Regions from separate parts of the Ovis aries genome. Here region 2 is linked to region 1. A link is a contact called in public Hi-C data. All regions are on one chromosome and are shown on one strand. Each heading gives the region's core, a stretch centred on a gene start, on an enhancer-like site or on the middle of the called end of the contact. The rest is flanking DNA. Distances are from core to core; before and after follow the strand shown.

What was found. A called contact is a pair of places that touch in the nucleus more often than the background predicts.
Region 2: a contact with region 1 is called in a Hi-C map of liver, with 7 times the contacts expected there. The contact joins two enhancer-like sites. A contact is called at or near these places in 11 of 16 Hi-C or Micro-C datasets (blood, hypothalamus, liver and 6 more).

Annotation. Positions count from the first base shown.
Region 1 is chr1:216,432,528-216,435,371 of ARS-UI_Ramb_v3.0, reverse strand. All of the region lies in intron 1 of PLD1 (phospholipase D1), which reads right to left. Among named protein-coding and RNA genes, the nearest start is that of PLD1, 65 kb to the right of the region's middle. Within about 2 kb of position 1,436, at least 14 of the 54 cell types and tissues checked have an H3K27ac peak or open chromatin away from gene starts, as enhancers often do. A contact at or near this core is called in liver, where this site is marked.
Region 2 is chr1:216,582,746-216,585,589 of ARS-UI_Ramb_v3.0, reverse strand. The region is part of intron 23 of PLD1 (phospholipase D1); the gene reads right to left. Among named protein-coding and RNA genes, the nearest start is that of TRNAC-ACA, 38 kb to the left of the region's middle. Within about 2 kb of position 1,364, at least 28 of the 54 cell types and tissues checked have an H3K27ac peak or open chromatin away from gene starts, as enhancers often do. A contact at or near this core is called in liver, where this site is marked.

The sequences.
Region 1 (2,844 bases), core at 187-2,686:
CAGTCCGTTTTGCAATTCTGACATGGCATGCAGACATAACTTTATAACTTCAGCTTCAGCAGAGATAGGACTGGGAACTTTAAAGTTTAGCAAATCACCTCAGAGATTTTTCTAAGTATAATATCTATTTCTGTCTTCCTTCTCCCTCAGGTTTATATTTTTAGACAGAAGAGAACAAGAGAGAACAGACCCTTTCTGAAACACTGTATTTCCCAACAGGGCAAAGAGAGAGGAGATTAAAATGGTAATAATATAAGTATATTCACGTATTTTAAAACACTAGTGCTTACCTTGAACTAAACCATACCTAAAGTTACATAAAAGCCAGTATACTTCATAAGAACACTTATACTTCATAAGTACTTCATATACAAAATTGAAAATATCATCAAATCGAACTACTCTTGTGAAACTATTTAATACCAGATTGCTTTGGTGACAAGTGAACAAAGGTAAAATTGCTCTCGAGATGTCTAAGTTAATGAAATTAAGGAAGATATTCTCTTGATACTTCACTTTATTGACTTAATTTCATTTTAATACTATGAGCGATAATTTCATGCCTTACAAGGCACACTCCGTTTTGACTGTCATATTTACTCCTAGAGTAATCTTCAATCCTGAGGACTTACTTAAGAAGAAAAACAGTGATGACTAAGGAAGGGATTCTGTTCAGCTTGATCCACCTGTGCAGTCTGTCCACGTCAACTGTTACACAGGTATTTTCCGAGGCATTCTAGAAAAATGCCAGGCTTTTCAAAAAGAAAATTAAAATGACATTCTGGTTCCTTTAACTGTAAGTAGTAGGCCCTAGAGAAAACCATACATCAGACAAGCTTGCATGCTGGCTGGGACACAGCACACTGTTGCCTTGTGCTCCAAAAAGTAAAATAAACCATGTATAAAATCATAGCTACTCCTAGAAGACATCATGAGAAGATATAATGAAAGGAATTCTGAAAAAGGAACTGAAAATGCATACAAACAAGCACAGATTTCTAGACTGCACATCTAACACAAACCAGTCATTATTTCATGGCTTCCTCCTGCATTTAATATTGTCCAACAATGCAGATATGATAAGGAAGACTATAAACCTCAGACCTCCATAGGATCAATGAACATTATTTTCTTAAAAAACACAGCAACAGCACAAAATGCCATGCCGACTGTCATGTCATTGCCCCCTGAGAACAGAAAGAAAGTCTGACACATGAAGCATAAAGTCCAAAATGTTATTTACTAACCTGGTGCCCCCGTGAAAGTAGTCGCTTCATATTGCTTTAAAGAAAGAATCCTTACTATGAAACTAATCTCCAGAGCAGCTGACAGCTGAGAAGGGAAAAGAAACTGACCACCCGGAGAATCCACAGACACAGGAAAGCAAGCCCCGTTTTTGGCTGACTCCCCAAAGGCAACTTAAGTCGTAGCCAAGCCCACAAAGCACTTTAGCCTATAAGCTTTAGTAATGAACTTGAAACCACTCCCATATGTTAAATAGACACTGGGCTACTATGAGAAATAAAATCCATGTACAGAATGAGTTAAGACTTTGGGCTTCGTTTTTGTACTTGCTGCCCAAGAAAGCTGTAACACACCAACTTAAACAAAGAGCATTCTCACTCCTTTCTCTCCCTTCAGAGAGAGACTTAAAGTGACTCATTCATTTTAAACAAGAGGAATACAGTCTGCCCTCAACTAGGGCCATGAAATGAGTTTTATATTATTGCCCAAGTTGGTGGTGGTGGTGTTGGAACATATAGCCCTATAATTTCACGGTGCCTAAGAGGGACCATATTAAATTATTGTTTCTGAGAATCAAAGTTACGTACTATCACTATTCCTACATTTTTGAAATATACTGTTGTTATTGTTTAGTCACCAAGTCAAGTCTGACTCTTTTTTGCAACCCCATGGATTGTAGCCCACCAGGCTCCTCTGTCCATGGGATTCTCCAGGCAAGAATACTGAAGTGGATTGTGATTTCATACTCCAAAGGATCTTCCTGACCTAGGGACTGAAACTGCACCTCCTTCATTGGCAGGCAGATTCTTTACTACTGCCACCAGGGAAGTCTCTTAAAATACATTAAATAAGGAAAAAACCTCATTAATCACTGAAGTCTAAAAGTTAAAGTTCAGGGGAAAAACTTATCAAAGAACTACCTAACTTCTGAGTCTGACATGGTGTCTATAAATCTGAAAATTACTTGTAATTCAATTCTACCATCTACAGTTAGGTTATTTTATAAAATAAAAAAGTTTTTTTGGTAGTTTTATAATTGTTTACAGTTTAAACTAGAGCTTAATATAACTTACTATGGTTTTAAAATAATAAATTTATTTTTCATTCTAAAAAACAATTGATAGTTTCCTTAAGACATTTATTTTAAAAAATAATGTTCCAACATATTGCTTCTTAAGAAAGAATTAAAACTCCATGCTCTGCTTTTTAACATAAAGTGCTCATGGTATACAAAATTTTTCCCAAGATTTCAACACCAAGAGCAGTTTTAATTCTTGTTTCCATGATTTCTACCTTATTTTTAGAAGACCTGTTTAACACAATGGTCAAGATTACCAAATTCAGTGTTTCTTCTGAGCCATAAAGATGGGACCAAATATTCCCAAGGAAAATTTGCAATACTAACCACGTACTTTAATAACACTTGATTCTTTTGTTGCCAAGTAGATTTACATGTATTTATGGTAAAATCCATGTTACTCAAAACCTGTGAAACATAAGTCATTAGCATATTAGCTCAACAAAATCAGGCATGAAAAGCCCTGTAACTCCCTCAGATCTAATATTCGCCCTCCACCCTCCCCCATCCACTCCCAGGGT
Region 2 (2,844 bases), core at 115-2,614, 150 kb before region 1:
AATTCAATGTGTATCTTCTGCGTTCCTCTGTCATATATTGTTACTTTTTCTGCATTAACCATCATGGATCCACACTTTTGAATCCTTGAGGTATTCTACAAACTACAGAAGGGCCTGGCTGATTCTCTTTTTCTTTCTTGCTCCTCTTGCTCTAGCCCCACGCTCCACTGCTTCTGCAGGCTCAGAGCAGAAGGGTCAGGTTGAAAGGAGCTCAGGGCTACCCTCTGTGATGGGGCCATCAGGGTGGAAAGTATTAGCCCAAATGGCAGGATGCTAGACATGAGAGGAAGCCAGCTCCTCCTAAAGAGACTTCACTGCCATTTGCCACAATATTGCATGCGTGGATGCTTGCTAAAGCCACTTCAGTTGTGACTTTGTGACCCCATGGACTGTAGCTCGCCAGGCTCCTCGCAACCCACTCCAGTTCTCTTGCCTGGAAACTCCCATGAACGGAGGAGCCTGGTAGGCTGCAGTCCAAAGGGTTGCAAACAGTCGGACATGACTGAGCAACTTCACTTTCACGCATTGGAGAAGGAACTGGCAACGCACTCCAGTGTTCTTGCCTGGAGAATCCCAGGGACAGCGGAGCCTGGTGGGCTGCTGTCTGTGGGGTCGCACAGAGTCCGACACGACTGAAGCGACTTAGCAGCAGCAGCGTATGTAGCAAAGAAGCCTCCTCTCTGCGTGAACTGCCCCTTACCCAGGTGTGTGAACTGTCAGGGGTGAGGAGTAAGGTCCCCCAAGTGCTGCTTAGGGGCTTACCAGGTGGCTCAGTGGTAAAGTATCCGCCTGCCAAGCAGGAGACACTGGTTCGATCCCTGGGTTGGGAAGAGCCCCTGGAGTAGGAAATGGCAACCCACTCCACTATTTTTGTCTGGAAAATTTCATGGAAGAAGAGCCTGGCGGGCTTTACAGTCCTGCTGCTGCTGCTGCTGCTGCTAAGTCGCTTCAGTCGTGTCCGACTCTGTGCAACCCCATAGACGGCAGCCCACCAGGCTCCTCCGTCTCTAGGATTCTCCAGGCAAGAACACTGGAGTGGTTGCCATTTCCTTCTCCAATGCCTGAAAGTGAAAGTGAAGTCACTCAGTCGTGTCCGACTCTTAGCAACCCTGTGGACTGCAGCCTACCAGGCTCCTCCATCCATGGGATTTTCCAGGCAAGAGTACTGGAGCAGGGTGCCAGCTCCTTCTCCACCTATACAGTCCATGGGGTCTCAAAGAGGCAGACATCTGATCGAGCAGTGCTGGGGCGTCACTACCACATGTCCCCAGCAGAGGCCGCTGTCGGGCCGGGGCTGCTGAATTGGGAAGACATTGCTCTTCACTGTCTGGCAGCCTGAGCAAATGAGCCCTCTGGAAAGCCTTCTACACAGAGAAGCAGGCGCGCGCGCACGCGCACACACGCGCGCGCACACACACACACACACACACACACACACACACACACACACATTTTCACACCGGTCCCCCTAGACTCCCTCTCAGCACTGTGGGCCCCACACTCGCCAGCAGAGGAATGCATTGCTGGCATTCTGAACTAGAATTCTTAGAGGGTGTGTTTTCTTGTACTTCCAGGGTCTGTCAGCAGTTTCCCAGGGCACTCTCGACCGCACTGGATAAGTGAGCTGTGCTTCTCTTGCGCTCATGCTCAGTCATGTTCGACTCTTTGCGACCCTTTGGGCTGTAGCCCACCAGGCTCCTCTGACCATGAAATTTCCTAGGCAGGAATACTGGAATCCTCCAGGGGATCTTCCACACTGAGAGACGGAAACTGCGTCTCCTGTTTCCTGCCCTGTAGGCAGATTCTTTACCCACTGAGCCATCAGGGAAGCCAGGATAACGGAGTTGGCCTCTACTTATTAGGAATGTGGAGAAGGGGAAGAGAAAACTTCAGATGAATTTAATAAATGAGATACTAAAAATGAGATATTGATGGAGGCAAATATTATTTCCCTTTTTGTTGTTAAACATTCCCATATTCTGAAAATCAAATTCAGAACAGCAGGCTATAGTATTAACCCATTTCTACAGAAAATATGAGGGAGAAGAATGGGCAAGGACTCTAGGAAGATACACACTCAAGAGTTAAGGGTGGTGAGTGCTTTCTGGCAAAGGGAAGGAGACACTAAGGGGAATTTTGACCTTTTACTCTATGTGAGTCCTTAGAATTTGAATTGTTTTCAACAAATGTACTCTGTATTTTTATGGTGACTGCAGTCCCTTGGTTTATTAGGACATTGTCTTGATAATTTAAAACCACTTAATTTTTGGAAAATGACCTTTTCTAAGCCTGTTATTAGGAACTTTTTAAATACTGTGAAATATAGCAAAATAGAAAAGAGTATATGAAAACTTATAAGTACAACTTAGGTAATGACTTTAGAAAATCATCGAATTTATTACCCAAGCTGAAAAACAGAACATTACCACATTCTAGAAGAACTCAGCTATCTTCCTGTGGAAGTCCTTCCCCTCCCAGGAGAGAAACTTTATATAGAATTTTGTGTTCATCATGCTAGGATGATGTTTTCCTGAACAAACCAGTTTACTTTGGGCTTATTTTTAATTTGTGTAAATAGAACCATATAGTAGATAATCTTTGGAGACTGGCTTCTTTCATTCAACATCATATCTTTGGGATTTATCTTATACATATCGTAATGCATTATTTTCCTTAAATGAGCACCCACAAACCTATTTACTCATTCTACTGTTGATGGACGTTTGGGTTGTTTCCAGAGTTTTGCTATGAGACACAGTTATGTTCTGCATAGTGGTGTGTATGTTTCCTGATGTACACATGTGGGAGTTTCACGGGGCTCTGTACACAAGAGTGGCGTCCCTG